Regions from separate parts of the Mus musculus genome. Here all the other regions are linked to region 2. Evidence: chromatin contacts called from public Hi-C, HiChIP or PLAC-seq and promoter capture Hi-C data. All regions are on one chromosome and are shown on one strand. Each heading gives the region's core, a stretch centred on a gene start, on an enhancer-like site or on the middle of the called end of the contact. The rest is flanking DNA. Distances are from core to core; before and after follow the strand shown.

Evidence for each region. Promoter capture Hi-C pulls out the DNA fragments that hold promoters and counts their contacts. A called contact is a pair of places that touch in the nucleus more often than the background predicts. HiChIP or PLAC-seq counts read pairs in DNA pulled down with a chosen protein or histone mark. Capture Hi-C pulls out chosen DNA fragments and counts their contacts.
Region 1: a contact with region 2 is called in a promoter capture Hi-C map of pre-B cells, with 6 times the contacts expected there. The contact joins the promoter of Kcmf1 here to the promoter of Rmnd5a in region 2. A contact is called at or near these places in 1 of 39 promoter capture datasets (pre-B cells) and 4 of 115 datasets of contacts at active chromatin or transcription factors (astrocytes, cardiomyocytes, microglia and 1 more).
Region 3: a Hi-C map of muscle stem cells shows a contact between it and region 2, with 5 times the contacts expected there. The contact joins the promoter of Suclg1 here to the promoter of Rmnd5a in region 2. A contact is called at or near these places in 1 of 484 Hi-C or Micro-C datasets (muscle stem cells) and 1 of 115 datasets of contacts at active chromatin or transcription factors (astrocytes).
Region 4: a contact with region 2 is called in an H3K27ac HiChIP or PLAC-seq map of thymic regulatory T cells, with 6 times the contacts expected there. The contact joins the promoter of Tgoln1 here to the promoter of Rmnd5a in region 2. A contact is called at or near these places in 2 of 39 promoter capture datasets (neutrophils and pre-B cells), 4 of 115 datasets of contacts at active chromatin or transcription factors (double positive thymocytes, fetal liver, regulatory T cells and 1 more) and 1 of 9 other capture datasets (liver).
Region 5: a contact with region 2 is called in a promoter capture Hi-C map of liver, with 2.2 times the contacts expected there. The contact joins the promoter of Elmod3 here to the promoter of Rmnd5a in region 2. A contact is called at or near these places in 2 of 39 promoter capture datasets (neutrophils and pre-B cells), 2 of 115 datasets of contacts at active chromatin or transcription factors (astrocytes and fetal liver) and 1 of 9 other capture datasets (liver).

The regions. Positions count from the first base shown.
Region 1 is chr6:72,898,585-72,901,284 of GRCm38.p6, reverse strand. Kcmf1 (potassium channel modulatory factor 1) reads left to right here and starts at 1,306. Exons shown (of 7, transcript NM_019715.2): 1 at 1,306-1,671. The coding sequence starts at 1,656.
Region 2 is chr6:71,439,276-71,441,975 of GRCm38.p6, reverse strand. Rmnd5a (required for meiotic nuclear division 5 homolog A) reads left to right here and starts at 1,339. Exons shown (of 9, transcript NM_024288.2): 1 at 1,339-1,978. The coding sequence starts at 1,837.
Region 3 is chr6:73,247,134-73,249,833 of GRCm38.p6, reverse strand. Suclg1 (succinate-CoA ligase, GDP-forming, alpha subunit) reads right to left here and starts at 1,329. Exons shown (of 9, transcript NM_019879.3): 1 at 1,081-1,329. The coding sequence starts at 1,177. Gm38834 (a long non-coding RNA gene) reads right to left here and starts at 1,071. Exons shown (of 2, transcript XR_869182.3): 1 at 451-1,071.
Region 4 is chr6:72,615,733-72,618,432 of GRCm38.p6, reverse strand. Tgoln1 (trans-golgi network protein) reads left to right here and starts at 1,433. Exons shown (of 4, transcript NM_009443.3): 1 at 1,433-1,756; 2 at 1,984-2,700. The coding sequence starts at 1,711.
Region 5 is chr6:72,596,974-72,599,673 of GRCm38.p6, reverse strand. It overlaps Elmod3 (ELMO/CED-12 domain containing 3), which reads left to right and starts at 1,261. Exons shown (of 12, transcript NM_001253692.1): 1 at 1,261-1,352. It overlaps Retsat (retinol saturase (all trans retinol 13,14 reductase)), which reads right to left and starts at 1,072. Exons shown (of 11, transcript NM_026159.5): 1 at 878-1,072. The coding sequence starts at 1,046.

The DNA of each region.
Region 1 (2,700 bases), core at 57-2,556, 1.5 Mb before region 2:
GGTCTGTAGTGTGCGGAATTCCACACCCGAAACAGAAATATTTGTTATCTAGTCCTCATTTAAACCCAAATTAGGTGGGGGTGTGGTGGAAGATGCCTTTCGTTCCAGCCCCTGGGAGATGGGAAGGTCAGAATCAGCTACTTGAGCAATTCAAGGACTGCCTCGGGCTATCTGAGGTCATGCCTCAAAACCACCCCCAATTTAATTACAGCTAGTTTCTTGGGTAGACAGGGATGACCTACTATGTAGTCTCTCGGATTAAGCCTTTTAGTATTTTCAAAACCAGACATATCTTAAATCATATTCAATAAAATATTGTAACAAATAGGGTCCTTCCTTTGCTACTCTACACGTCGAATCTTGGTACTGTATCTCTCCTGCATCTATTGATATGCTTGCCCTTTTTGAAAGTCACAGAAGCTAAGGCAACCAACGCTTTGTCCAGGTCCCACAGTCGGTGGAGGGTGGGCAAATTAGGAAAATCGCCAAAGCAAGCAGTACCTTGGACCCTAGTTTCAGTAAACTTAGCTGGGAACTTTGTCCAATCTCGAGACTACCAAGGCAAAATTAACCACCCAAAGCGAACCAATTTAGAGCGAAGGCTCAGCAAGGTTAAGTCACTTGTTCAAGGTTACACCGAGCATATCAGAACCAGAATCCCAGGGCTGAACACGTCTTAACTCCAGGGCGCGATCTGTTCTACCTGCGCCACGCCACCACTGACACGTGGTCAGGGGTAGTCTCAAGTGTTTGTCGAGTTAGCAATGCCTGAAGAGAAAGTAGCCTGTAAGGAGCCTGGGTGGAGGGAAAGACCTGCACACACAGCCGGAAGCAAAGTACCCCCGAAGCCCACCAAGTTTTTCCCGCAGCGCATTCGAGCGGGCGGCCGAGCCGGCTCGCTAGGCCTCGGCCTCCCCCTGGGTCTGGGGACCCGCGAGCCCCGGAGGCCCGACTGCCATTCCCTTCTGGGTCCCCGGCTTTCAAAGCAGCACACAAACACACACACGTCCCCGGGACGTCTGCGATGGCCCGGCCGCCGCGCGCCCAGGCGCTGGGGAGCCACGTCGGGGGCGTTTCGCGTCCTCGTCCTCCCCACGCGCAGCGTGGCGGGCCGCGGCTGGGCTCGGGTGCCTGCGGGACCGCGGCAGGACCGCCGCCAAGCACGGTCGCCCGCCGGCCGCGGGGCCTCAGGGCGGCGAGAGGCGGGGCGGGCGTGCGGGCGGAAGGAGGCGGAAGAGGAGGAAGAGGAGGAGGAGGAGGCGGCGGCCGGAGCCGGGAGACGGACGGGCGGGGGGCGGGCCGGGGGAGGGGACGAGCGGGATTTGCGGACGCCGCGCCGCTGCCGGGAGCCGGCGGGGGCCCGAGAGTGACCGAGTCACGGCGGGCGCCGGCGGAGCCGCGGCCGCGTCGGACCCGCCTCCTGGAGGAGCTCAGCCCCGGCCAGGCCCGGCCCCATTCCCGCCCCGCGCCGCCTCCCCGCCGCCGCCGCCGCCGCCGCCGCGGGAGCGCTCCCCTGCCCACCCCGCCCCCGCGGCCGAGCCCGGGAGTCGAGTGGGAGTCGGCCGGCCGGGCGCGGGCAGCGCCGGGAGCCCGCGGTGGGGGCACACTGCAGCCGGGAGCCCGGGAGGGGCCGCGCCGCCAGCGTCTGAACTAGGATGTCCCGACATGAAGGTGAGAGCCGAGCCCCCGCCCCCACCGCTTGGGCCTCGGCCTACCCCGCCCGAAGTCCGGGCGCCGCCGAGGGCAGCGGGGCACCGGCGGGGACGCGGGCCGGGCCCGAGTCGCGGGGCTGGGGAACCCGAGGCCACCGCGGCCCGAAGAGCGAGCGGGAGCGGCGGCCGCAACCGTGGCTTGCGGCCGCGGCCCTGAGCTGGGCCTGGAGCCGGAGGCGGGGCGGCCGGGCGGCCGGAGGCTTTGCACTGTCATGGGGCGGGAGAGGGGGAGGGGAAGCGGCGGGGCCCGTTACCGGCGGGAGCCTGGCCCTCGGGACACATACCGGACGCCGAGGCCCGGCCGGCCCGCCCGGGGGAACCGCGGGGCCCCGGCGCGGCCTAGCTGCGGCGGCTCCCGGAAGAGCCGGGCGCCGTGGCCGAGCCGGGTCTCGGGCGTGCGGCCGCGACAAGGGGGAGCGGGGTCCGGGCCCCGCGGGCGCGTCCGGTCTCTGGGAGACCGCGGGCGAGCGACGGCCCCGCCTGAGGGCCGCGGCCGTGCGGGCGGGAAGACGCCGCGGCTCGGGCTCGGGCAGCCCTCTGTGACTGGAGCTCGCCCGGCCTCGCGGTAGGCCTCTGCGCGTCCCTGGGCTCGGGTAAGCCAAGTTCCCGGGGCGGATCCAGCCCGGCCGCGGTGAGCAAACTCCCTGCTCCGTCACCTCGCCGGAGCGGAACTTGCTCCCGGCCGGTCCCGGGCCCTCACCCGCGTGCGCTGCCCACCGAAGCAGGCTTCCAGTCGGGGGGCGTTTGGACTTCCGCGGTGCCCTGTGGAAACACGCTGGGGTTCTGTGGTTAAGAATCAGACCACTCGCGTCCCAGCCCCACGGCACAAAGGCACAAGTGTTTTCAGGCCGATGGATGGGCGATGAACTGGCGAAAAAATAAGTTAACTTGAATTTACTACCATATGGTTTAGGAAGGGGGGAGGGGGCTATGTTCTCTTTGTTTCACTACAGCAGGTTTTACCTTTAAAAGTAGTCACCGACTTAGT
Region 2 (2,700 bases), core at 90-2,589:
TTTTCGAGAAGTAGGAATCAGGGCCATCTGCCAAGAAAGAGGACTAAAAGCAAATGGCGTGATGAGGGACAGAAAGGAGCCCTGAAATACCATCAGCTGAACTTCCAAATATCCAGGACCACTAAAGGCCATCATATATAACCACCCGCCCACTAGCTGCCACATTATAAAAACGGAAATTGAACTTTAAAAAGGTTACCACCTGAATTAAAGGAAAAGAAAGACTGTCCACCAGGGTGCTGGCTGTGTTCTAGAAACAAACAGGCCACAACAAAAGGGGTTACCCTTCATAGTATTACTTAAGTGGTGCAACCAAAACAAGCAAAACTCCAAACAATTATTATTTTAGACTTTGACAAGTGATGTGTGAGAGAAAAAAAAAATTGTGCTGTAAGAGATACAATGAATTGATGGAGAAAATTCGGGGAGGCAGAGGTGATACAACCATGGTGGAAGTAGGAATGCTATGAGCAGGCAAGCAAGCTGGCAACTGCAGGCCCAGGAAGGCGGACTCTCCCAGGCCCAGGCTGTGAGGCAGGGACTTGACGAAAAGCTAGTAGGGTAGAAGCCTGGTGAGCAAGAGGGCACAGGCCAAGGCCAGAACCCCGTGGTAAACCAGGGCAAAAGCCCTACGCCAAGGTAAGGGCAAGGAGCAAGGGCCAGGTTGCTCAGCTCGCCCACGCGTGTTCGTGACCGCCGCCAAGATGCCCAGCACGTGGACAAGGCGACAGGGAAGGCCACTTGCAGGCCGAGGGGCGTCAAGAACGAGCCAACGCTGGGCGCGGGCCATCCCTCTAAGAGCTACCACCTTCCATCGGGTTAGTGACCCCGCCCGGGCCCTCCGCCACTAGGCGGCCAGACAGACATCCTTTGGCCCCGGAGGTGGGCCTCTCAGTCGAAACTCCGGCCAAAATTCCATGCGGAGAAAACACAAATTGCAATCAGGGCGAAATCCTGGAGAAAACAGCCCCGTTAATTGCTGTCATGTTTCCCCTCGCGGCTTCCCAGTAGAAGCGCCAAGCTCCGCTCTTCAAGCCAACCCCCCTCCAACAGCGAGCGCATTGGTTTGGCTCCTCAGTCTGGATTGGCTGAAGTTTTACGCCTCGGCCCAGGATTGGAGGATGTTTGTCTCGCTCCTAACCCCCGCGTCGATTGGTCACTCTTCTGCTTCTGGGCGGAGCATCCGGGGACGGTTTCCACCCTCTTGTTTACCGGCCGCGTAGTTGACGCTATCGCTAAAGTTCCCTGTTCAGCTGCGCGGGCCAATTGCGTCGCTCGCCCCGCCCTCGCCCCGCCCTCGCCGCGCTCCCTCACGGCCTCCCGCGTGGTACGGCCCACACCTTCAGAACGCCCGCGCGCCCTCCGCCCGTGCTCGCCCGCTGCTTCCCCCTGACCCCTCGCCGAGTCCGCGATTGGTACGGCCCGCGCCGCCTCCTCCGCTCGTGAGGGAGGCTCGACCCCCTCCCGGGCCGCGGCTATTGGTGCCGCCCGGGAGAACCAGGTCATCGGCCGGTTCCCGTGAAAACAAAAACAATCGGCGGCGCCGCCGAGGGGCGGCCGAACGCGGCGAGCCAGGGGGGCCCGGGGCGAGACGCGGCGCCGGGTAGGGCGGGCGAGCGAGCGCGAGCGGCGGGGCCGGGGCGCCATGGGGCGGGAGGGCACAGGCTGCGCGGGGCTCCCCCGGCGCCGCGGCTAGCGCGCCCGTCTTGCCTTCGCCTCCCGCGCCGCCCGCTCGCCGCCTTGGGGGAGGAGGAGCAGGACGCGGCCTCGGTGGGGCCCGGGCCGAACCACTGCGGACCCCCGGGCGCCGGGGAGCCGAGCGCCGCGGTCTCCGGCATGGATCAGTGCGTGACGGTGGAGCGCGAGCTGGAGAAGGTGCTGCACAAGTTCTCGGGCTACGGGCAGCTGTGCGAGCGGGGCCTGGAGGAGCTCATCGACTACACCGGCGGCCTCAAGCACGAGATCCTGCAGAGCCACGGTGAGGGCGGGCGCGTGGGCGCGCGGGGGTCGGGGCCCTGCGCTGCGTCTGCTGGTCCCCAGGCCGCGGCGACCCGCCCGGAAACGCGGTGGCCTGGGGCGGGGCTGGGGGTCTTGCGGGGTCCTGCGGGCCGCAGGTGTGCGAGTGATAACGAGGGTCTGCGCAGGACTTTGTCTAGTTTTCGGCCTCGCAGACTTTTCTCCCTGATGGTTCTTAGTTTAACGTTCTTAGCTGTGGGTTGGTTTCTACATCATCGGCTGCTGCAACTTCAGAGTTGGACTGATGTGGGCAGGCAGTTCTTCTAAACTCTTCCTAGGAAGCCGGCCGATTTAAACCATTCAGCGTCCCTGCTGTAGCCTCTGTACAGTCCGACCGGGCAGATGTCGAGTTGCTAGTTACTTACCTAGTCCAGTTTGTACTTGTTAATAATCCTTTCAGAAAACAGCTTTTCCGTAGAAGGTGTTTTGCCTACGTTATTTCATCAGTGGCCCTACGTCTTGTACCACAGATGCCAAGGCTAACTCTGAGAAAGAGTTTTGTGTTTTAAAAATAACACTAAAGGTCTGGTACCTTGGAGCCACAATGCTGACTCTTTCTGAATGAGAGATAAAGGACTTGTAATATTATGGATTTACTCAAGAGTCCGGGCCCTTGTCAGTTTTGTGGGCTGAACAGAAATTAAAGGGATATTTATTAGTCAGGGAGAAATGAGGATGTAGCAG
Region 3 (2,700 bases), core at 80-2,579, 1.8 Mb before region 2:
AACCAAACCACTCATTACTTCTTAACATCTCCTAGATCTGGATAAACCTGACAACCAATCACTCATCACAGTTTTAATCGGCAATCATTTCTCCTGTTAGTGATAGGCAGGACAATGCTCTGCTTCACAAACCAAGCTATTACTTGAGAGATGTTTGTTTGTTTGTTTGTTTAGTAGGCTTTTGTTTGTTTCATTTCGTTTTGTTTTCAAGACAGGGTTTCTCTGTGTAACAGCTGTGGCTCTCTTGGGACTCATTTTGTAGACCAGGCTGGCCTCGAACTCACAAAGACCCGCATACCTGCCTCTGCCTCCCAAATGCAGGAATTAAATGTGTGGGCCACCACATCCATCGAGAAATCACTTTTTAAAAAAAGACTATTATACACATACGAATGATTGGCCAGACTTCAAAAACGACATGACCGGTTCCCAAGCTGTTTCCTATCGTACCTAACACAGAGACTTTGAACGCAGCACTACTTTTCAAGAGTCAGCATTGCAGGATAGCAACCCTGGGAGATTGGTTCTCAGAAACTGAGGTGTTCATTGGAGTCTCGTAAAGAGCGACACATCATTGGTCAGCTTCCAAGCTCCTACGGGGCCACGTTGACTCTGGGTGCAGAAACCACCTTTCCGTTGGCCCTACCACTTCAACAGAACGGTCAACTCCAAGTGCAGAATCTTTCGGGACAAATTACAACCTCTTCAACCCGGGGGCTCACACTCCCAGCAGAGTTCATCCTGGACCTCTTTAGCCTTGGCTCCAAGTAAGGGCCAGCCCAGAGGCCACCTCCACCTCACCCCCCCCCCCCCGCCTCCACACACACACACCCCGTCACCGAGGGAACTAGGATATTGTTGCCGTGTCTGCAGGGCGCCCTGCGAAGTGCATCGGCCGATCCACGACCCCATCGGACAAAGCCCCCTCCACCCCCGAGGTCTGCCACTGGCGTTTGGACCGGTGGCTCCCTCGCCCCTTCCGAGGGCCCGCCCGGAAGAGCCCGGACACCGCCGGGGCCAGAATCAGGAACCCGAGGTCTACGCAAGCATGGAGGACAGAGCCGGGCCGGCACGACTCACGGAGGAAGGTGCGCGACAACAGGCGGGCGGCGGCGAGGCCGCTGCTGCTGGAGACCATGGTTGCAGTGGCAGCCGCAGCAACTACTGTTGCGGTCATCCCCCAATGACACTCTCAGGACCCCGGGACCTTGGCATGGGCTCAGGCTCGCGCAGAAAGGTGTCTAGAGGAGTAGCCTGAATATCTTACGCTCCTCGGAGTCTCTTCTCAAACAGTGAACGTTACAAGTGGAAAAGAACAAGAAGGATGACGTTTGAAAAGCAAACAATAGCTCTGTTCTTTAGTAGATGTGGGCTTGGGTAACCATAAACATAACGGCAATGTGTGGGACAGCCCATGAGAGGCCCGGCCGGCGCGTGGTGTTGTGGGAAATGTATTTTTTTTCCGAGTAAGCAGCGTGCTGAAAGGGAAGGGGTTGGAAGCGATTTAAACTCCGGCGTGGGCGCCCAGGAAAAGCCGTGACAAACGCTGAGGGGAGGCGCCGGCAGCAATGCTATGTGCCAGACCGTGATCCTGCACTTTGTTTTTTTCTGACCTGTTACAGAGAAGATTGTACTCCTCTTGTCCTCCCTGTACGGTTCCGGAAATTATCCGCACTAGTGGCCGGCAAAAGAAAAAAGGAAAAGTGACCAAATACTTAAAATTAAAAAGCCCCTTAGCTGACAGTTTCCTGAAGCAGGAATCTCTTTATTAAACAAACTGGCGCACTGCCTTCGACTAATGCTAATTATTTACTAATGCTAATTATGCCTCTTTCTAAAATCCTAAGGACTACAACTCGAGATCAAATAGGATTTGTGCCCAATTGGAACAAATTATTCACTCCACTCTTTTAAAACCTTAGCAAGTCCTTGAGCCAAAGCACCACGTTTCTTGTCTAAAACCGCGTTCCTAAGATTCCTTATCAGTATAATCAATAAAGTTATTTTAGCTCAGTAAGGTCGTCATTATAATTCGCACCATTCTCATGTGTACTTGTCTTGTAGATCCTGCCCTTGTGGTAAAGTTAAATATCAGTGCTTTCCAAATAGGTCCAGTGTGAACATTTTTTTAAAGATTTATTTATTTACTTATTATGTACAGTGTTCTGTCTGCAGTATGTCTGTGAGCCAGAAGAGGGCACCAGATCTCATTACACTTGGTTGTGAGCCACCATGTGGTGGCTGGGAATTGAACTCATGGACCTCTGAAAGAACAACCAGTGTTCTTAACCTCTGAGCCATCTCTCCAGCCCGCGAACAATGGTTTTAAGGAGGAAATTTTTCACTGAATCTTTACTTAATAATTAAGCATTTTGTTTCATTTATTTAACAAAATGTGTAATACATAGTATATATAACATATAGTATAGATTGTAAATATGTGTGTGTGTACACTATATTGACAACATTATGCTGATTGGACCAAGTGAGTAGTGGATAGCAGCCAGTTTGAATTCATGGGTAACACGTAAATTCAACCAAAATTCAAGAACCTTCTAACTCAGTGAAATTCTTAGGAGTGCAGTGGTTTGGGGCATGCAGAGCTATCCTTCTATTGTAAAGTTATTGTGTCTGGCCCCTCCCACTGGAAAGAAGCACGGTGTTTACTGAGCCTGTTTGGATTTTGGATGCAGCACCCTC
Region 4 (2,700 bases), core at 184-2,683, 1.2 Mb before region 2:
GTCAGGTCTCCTGAAACTGGAATTATAGACCGTTGTCGGGTGGCTTGTGGGCTCCAGGAATGGAATGTGGGTCCTCCGGAAGAGTAGTCAGTGTTCTTAAGCACTGAACCATCTCCCTAGACACTAAAGATGTCTGTTGCTGTTGTTTTTCAAGACAGAGTTTCTCTGTGTAACCCTGGCTATCCTGGAACTCACTCTGTAGATCAGGCTGGCCTGATTCAGAGATTTGCCTGCCTCTGCCTCCTGTGTGCTGGGACTAATGTTGTGTCCCACCATCACCTGGCTCTCTAAAAAAAGTTTTTTTAAGTATATTTCTTTTAAAATTCTATTTTGTTGTTTGCATTATAAGAATGTGTTGCTTGGGCTGGAGTGATAACTCAGCAGTTAAGAGCACCACTGACTGCTCTTCCAGAGGTACTGAGCTCAAATCCCAGCAACCATATGGTGGCTCACAATCATCTGTAACAAGACCTGATTCCCTCTTCCAGTGTCTGGTGACAGCTACAGTGTACTCACATATAATAAATAAAATAAACCTTAAAAAAAAAAAAAAGAATGTGTTGCTTGTGTGGTGTGGTGGTGCATGTCTTTAACCCCAGCACTCAAGAGGCAGAGGTAGGTGGATCTCTGTGATTGCAAGGCTAGCCTGGTCTACAGAGCGAGTTCTGTTAAACAGAAGAACCCTGTCTTGGAAAGAAAAAGAATATATATGTGGTGAATGAGACAAGAGTGTTTGTCTAGTGTGCATAGAACCACGATTTGATTGCTAGTACCACATAAATTGGAGACACAAGCCAGTAGTCCAGTAGGAAGATCAGAAACTCAAGGTCTTCCTGTTTGAGTAACAAAGTACCTTACTTCCTGGATTGGAGAGATGGCTCAGGGCTTGTTGCTCTCCCACAGGAACAGAGTTCAGTTTCCAACACCCACAGAGTTTGAAACGCTTGAAGCTCTAGCTCTAGGGCATCTGATGCCCTCATCTAGCCTCCAAGAGCACCTACACACAGGTGGCAGACACACATACACAAATAAAAATAGTAAATCTTTGATATTTTATTTCTTAAATAAATAAATAGCCCAACAGGGGCGTGGTGAGGCACCTGTAATCCCAAACACTCAGGAGGCAGCAGGTGCCCACATAGCAATATGGTTTCAAACACATAGAAATTCAGAAGAACAAACAAGAAATCAAAAACCTTGGTAAATTCAGAGGGCCCTGGATACAGCCAAGAAAGGGATTAGGATCAGGATGAAATGTGTTTGCTTCTAGATGGGCAAGTGCTGAAGAGAGTACATTTGTTTGTGAAGTGAGAAAGCAGCATCGGCAACGGAGAGGTTGGAAACACGAGCAGAGGATGCGACAAAGAGGCGCCCGGCCCCACGACCCTACATCATAAGCAGCGAAGGCGACGCAGCACCTGCCGGTCGCAACAGCTTCCGAAAAACGAGGCCAAGTGAACAAGAACGAGATCGCCGAGCCCCGCAGACTGCTGAGAAACAGAAGGGACTTGGGGGGGAATAAAGAGCTGGACTTGACTTCCGGCACTCTACCGGAACACACAGACAACGGCTGCTGTCGCCCGGTAGCCCCACCCCTAAGGCGGGGCTGCGCCGGAAGAGAAACAGTCCGCCGGAAAGGGAGGGGCCACGCTCGGGAAAATCTCGTGCGCCGCTCTCACGTCATCAGAGGGCGGAAGCGCAGACTGCAGGATGCGGTTCCAGGTTGCGTTGCTCCTGCTGAGTGTCGCGGTGGCGAGTAAGGACCCCCACCCCAGCCCAGCTCACTCTCCCCTTTAGGTTCCCCATTCCTCACCTTGGTGGGTCGCTACGGGAGCCGGCGTCTTTCTTGTCTGGCCCGACCCTGCTCTAGCCATCTCCGCTTTCCCATTCGGCCATCCCCGCTAGGCTCTCAGAAGTCAAGCCCGCTTCTCTTCTTCCGAGGACTTACTGTTTTTTGTTTTTTGTTTTTTCTGTTTGTTTCAGGAGCTCTGCCGTCCGTTTATAAGAGAGACGCCGACTCAGGTGACTCTCAGAATCCTCCGAATCAGCCTTCCAAACAGTCCTCCACTCCCCTGCCTTCTTCTAACCAGGTAAAGACTACAAGGCCGACCGACGGTCAGGGGCAGAAGTCAGATAAAAAAGACCAGGACAAGACGACTTTGGCAGCAGTTTCCAGTAAGGCGGAATCTGGGCCGCGGACCGCCGCGACCGATCACAGTTTGGGTGATTCCAGAAGGCAGCCCGAGAAAACGGATGCCGAGTTGAACGAAACTGCGCGGCCCCTCTCACCAGTCAACCCCAAACTGGAAAAGTCTGATCAGAGCTCCACAGAAGATTCAGGCAAGCCCACAGGAGGTAATTCTGGCAAGCCCACAGGAGGTGATTCTGGCAAGCCCACAGAAGCTGGTTCGAATAAGGCCACAGAAGATGATTCTGGCAAGTCCACGAAAGTTGATTTGGACAAGCCCACCTCCAAAATCTCCCCAGATACGGAGACTTCGAAGACTGACAAAGTCCAGCCAACTGAAAAAGGACAAAAACCAACACTTACTTCCAAAACTGAATCTGGGGAAACACTGGCAGGGGACTCTGACTTCTCTTTAAAGCCAGAGAAAGGAGATAAGTCTTCAGAGCCTACTGAAGACGTGGAAACCAAGGAGATTGAAGAGGGTGACACAGAGCCGGAAGAAGGCTCACCAC
Region 5 (2,700 bases), core at 12-2,511, 1.2 Mb before region 2:
CTGGGTGTGGTGCCTCTTAGGAAGTAGAGGCACAAGGATCAGGAGTTCAAAGTCAGTCCCCAAAAAATAGTGCAGTTAAGGCTAGCCTAGGCTTGGCTAAAATTTACAAGTCAGAGGCTCCTGGAGGTCAAAGAGGTGATCCTTGTTTGTTTTTTGAAAGTTTTGCATTTGGGGGTTTTGGTTGTTTTGGGGTTTGATGTGTGCATTTAGACAGGGTCTCATTGTGTAGTCCAAACTGGAATTAAATTGTTGCACCACTATGCCCAGCTCCAACACTTCCGTAAAACGTTGAAAGGCAGACATGCTGGTGCATGCTTGTAATCTATCTCATCATGCTGGGGACAGAAGAAGAGGGCTGCTCCGGGTTTGAGCCTGGGCTGCGAAGAGAGTTCAAAGCCAACTCCAGTACAAAAGTGAGACCAGTCTCAAAAACACAAACCTTGGGAGCACTCTACACGTGCTTTAGAGATGGTTCACTGGAGAGTGGAGTTCTTATCCCTAGCCAGTACTGAAATTCCGAAGTTATTATCAAGCTTCAGTTCTATGAACTGGACTACATTTTGCCTGCAACCCGCTTGTTAGGAAAACTTTCAGTGCTGCTTCCCTGTGCCCCCGAGCATGCACAGAAGTATAGGGAAAAGTTGGCTCCAGACCCAAGTAGGGGAAAGGTCTCTTATTCTGTGTAAGCCGTGAGCTGAAAAGATTCCAACTGGCGGGGCTGGAATTTGGCGTGCCAAGGGTAATGCCTGCACCCTTTCAGAAGCAAAGAACACTAAATTATGGAACCTCTGTGTGCAAGAGAAGTTTTCCCAGCACTTTACTAATGGGGAGACATGAGCAGAAGGCCCGAGAGCAGGCCTGAAACCCATCAGTTGACCTTGTTTGAGAACTTTCTTCCTAGCCTCCTTGTCGGTCACCAGGGGTTCAGGCGGTCGCTTGACATCCTCGGCGAAGGGGTTCGGGGAACTTGCAGCGTAAAGGCCCACGTAGACCCTGTGGAGGATCACCAGCAGCAGCACGGCCAGCAGCAGAGCAGTGATCCACATGTTGCTGCCAGGGCTCGGAAGACCGCGTCCTTTCCCCGCTGAGCTCGGCTTTTATAGCTGAGGCCCCGCCCCTCTAGTTCGTCCTTGGAGTAATACCAGACTTGGAGGAGCCGAAGCATTTTGACTCACGCCTGCTCAAAACTGATGAAGATTGTCCATTATGGACCTCCGTATGATCTTTGCAGAGCAGGAGTTCAATTGCCTAATGGGAAATGTAGTTCTAGCGCGAGACAGGCGACACTGCACGGCTGCGCGAAAAGGGGGATGTGGGATCCCCCCCTTACCGGAACGCTGGGGACGCGTCCGGTGAGCAAGGGGTCTGGTGAGGGAGGTGAGGGTGAGGAGGACGATGTCTGGTGGAAATGGTCACCGCGGGACCACAACAAGGATGAAAGTTGCAGGTCTGAGAGAGATCCTGTCTGGGAGGCAGAGAAGACCTGGGTTCTGGTGCCTTTTCCGTGTTGGATTCGCTGGAACCTCGGAGGCAGTTCATTGCTTTCCTCCCCTCTCCTCTTCCAAGCAGTGACAAAGTTTCTGTGCCCACACAGCCTCTGTCTGGGTATCTGAGTTGAGACCTTGTTGAGACCTGCACAGGAGCTCTCCTAAACCTGTGTCAGCCCAGGACTGGCAGCCTCACACCGACGTTATCCCTAGGTGGATTCCCCTAATCGTAACTACTCTATCAGGCTCTCAAAGTGCAAGCCACCTAGGACAAGCCTCAAGAAAGACTAAGTCAAGGATCATCCTGTGTGTTTATTTGCATTTAAGGACGCACCAGCTTCTAAATCAGCTTTTCAGAGAGTTTAAGCTCCAGCAGACAGTCTAGATATCCTACCATCTTAATGTTGCCCTTTGAGGAAAGTAGGTCTGAAATACGTACTTGACTTAAGAGGGATTTGTTTGTATAGGAGGCCCATTTCCTCAGGTACCCACTATCAGGAGGAATGACTTCGTAACTTTGAGTGTTTTGTCCTTGTTTTAGGCCCCAGCGGTGCTCCAGTCCGGTATGTAAAGCAGGTCATGCTTCTATGCTACTTGGTTCGTTTTCCCCACAGTAACAGGAGAGCCTTCCCGAGACTTTGTCAGTCCTACCTGTGACCCTGCCAGGTTATCTGATGTGTGTGTATCTTATGCTGTCATTTAGGCCGAGATGGAAGGAAAGGAAAAGAGAGGTAGATGCTGAGGTTCTGGGGAGGGGGGGGGGGAGCTAGTTCCTGGGGTGTTTCAGGGAGGACGTTACCACCATCCTCTCTAGATCACAGGCAGCCAGGCGTCGAGCCCAAAAGCTGTTTGTTACTGGCAGTCAGTCCTTGGGGAATGTAAATCATAGTCCCCTAGTGGAGGACTGGCTCCGTGGAGGGCCTCCCCACTGACTTAGTCCTCTGAGTCTGTGAAGTATGACTGTCAGTTGTGTGAGAACCATCCACTCTCATTTTCCCCCTCGATATCAGGGGTTGAGCCTCCTTTGCTGCCACTAGGTTACAGTCCCAGCCTTTCCACACTGACTCTCTGGTGTGTGGGTGTGAGCATGCATGCCCATATAGGAACAGAAAGATCAGGGGGACTGTAAATTGCCTGTTCTGTCACTCTGTGCCTTCTACCTTTGAAGTTGGTAGAATTGCTTCTCTGACTGAATGTGGAACTAGGCCCAGCA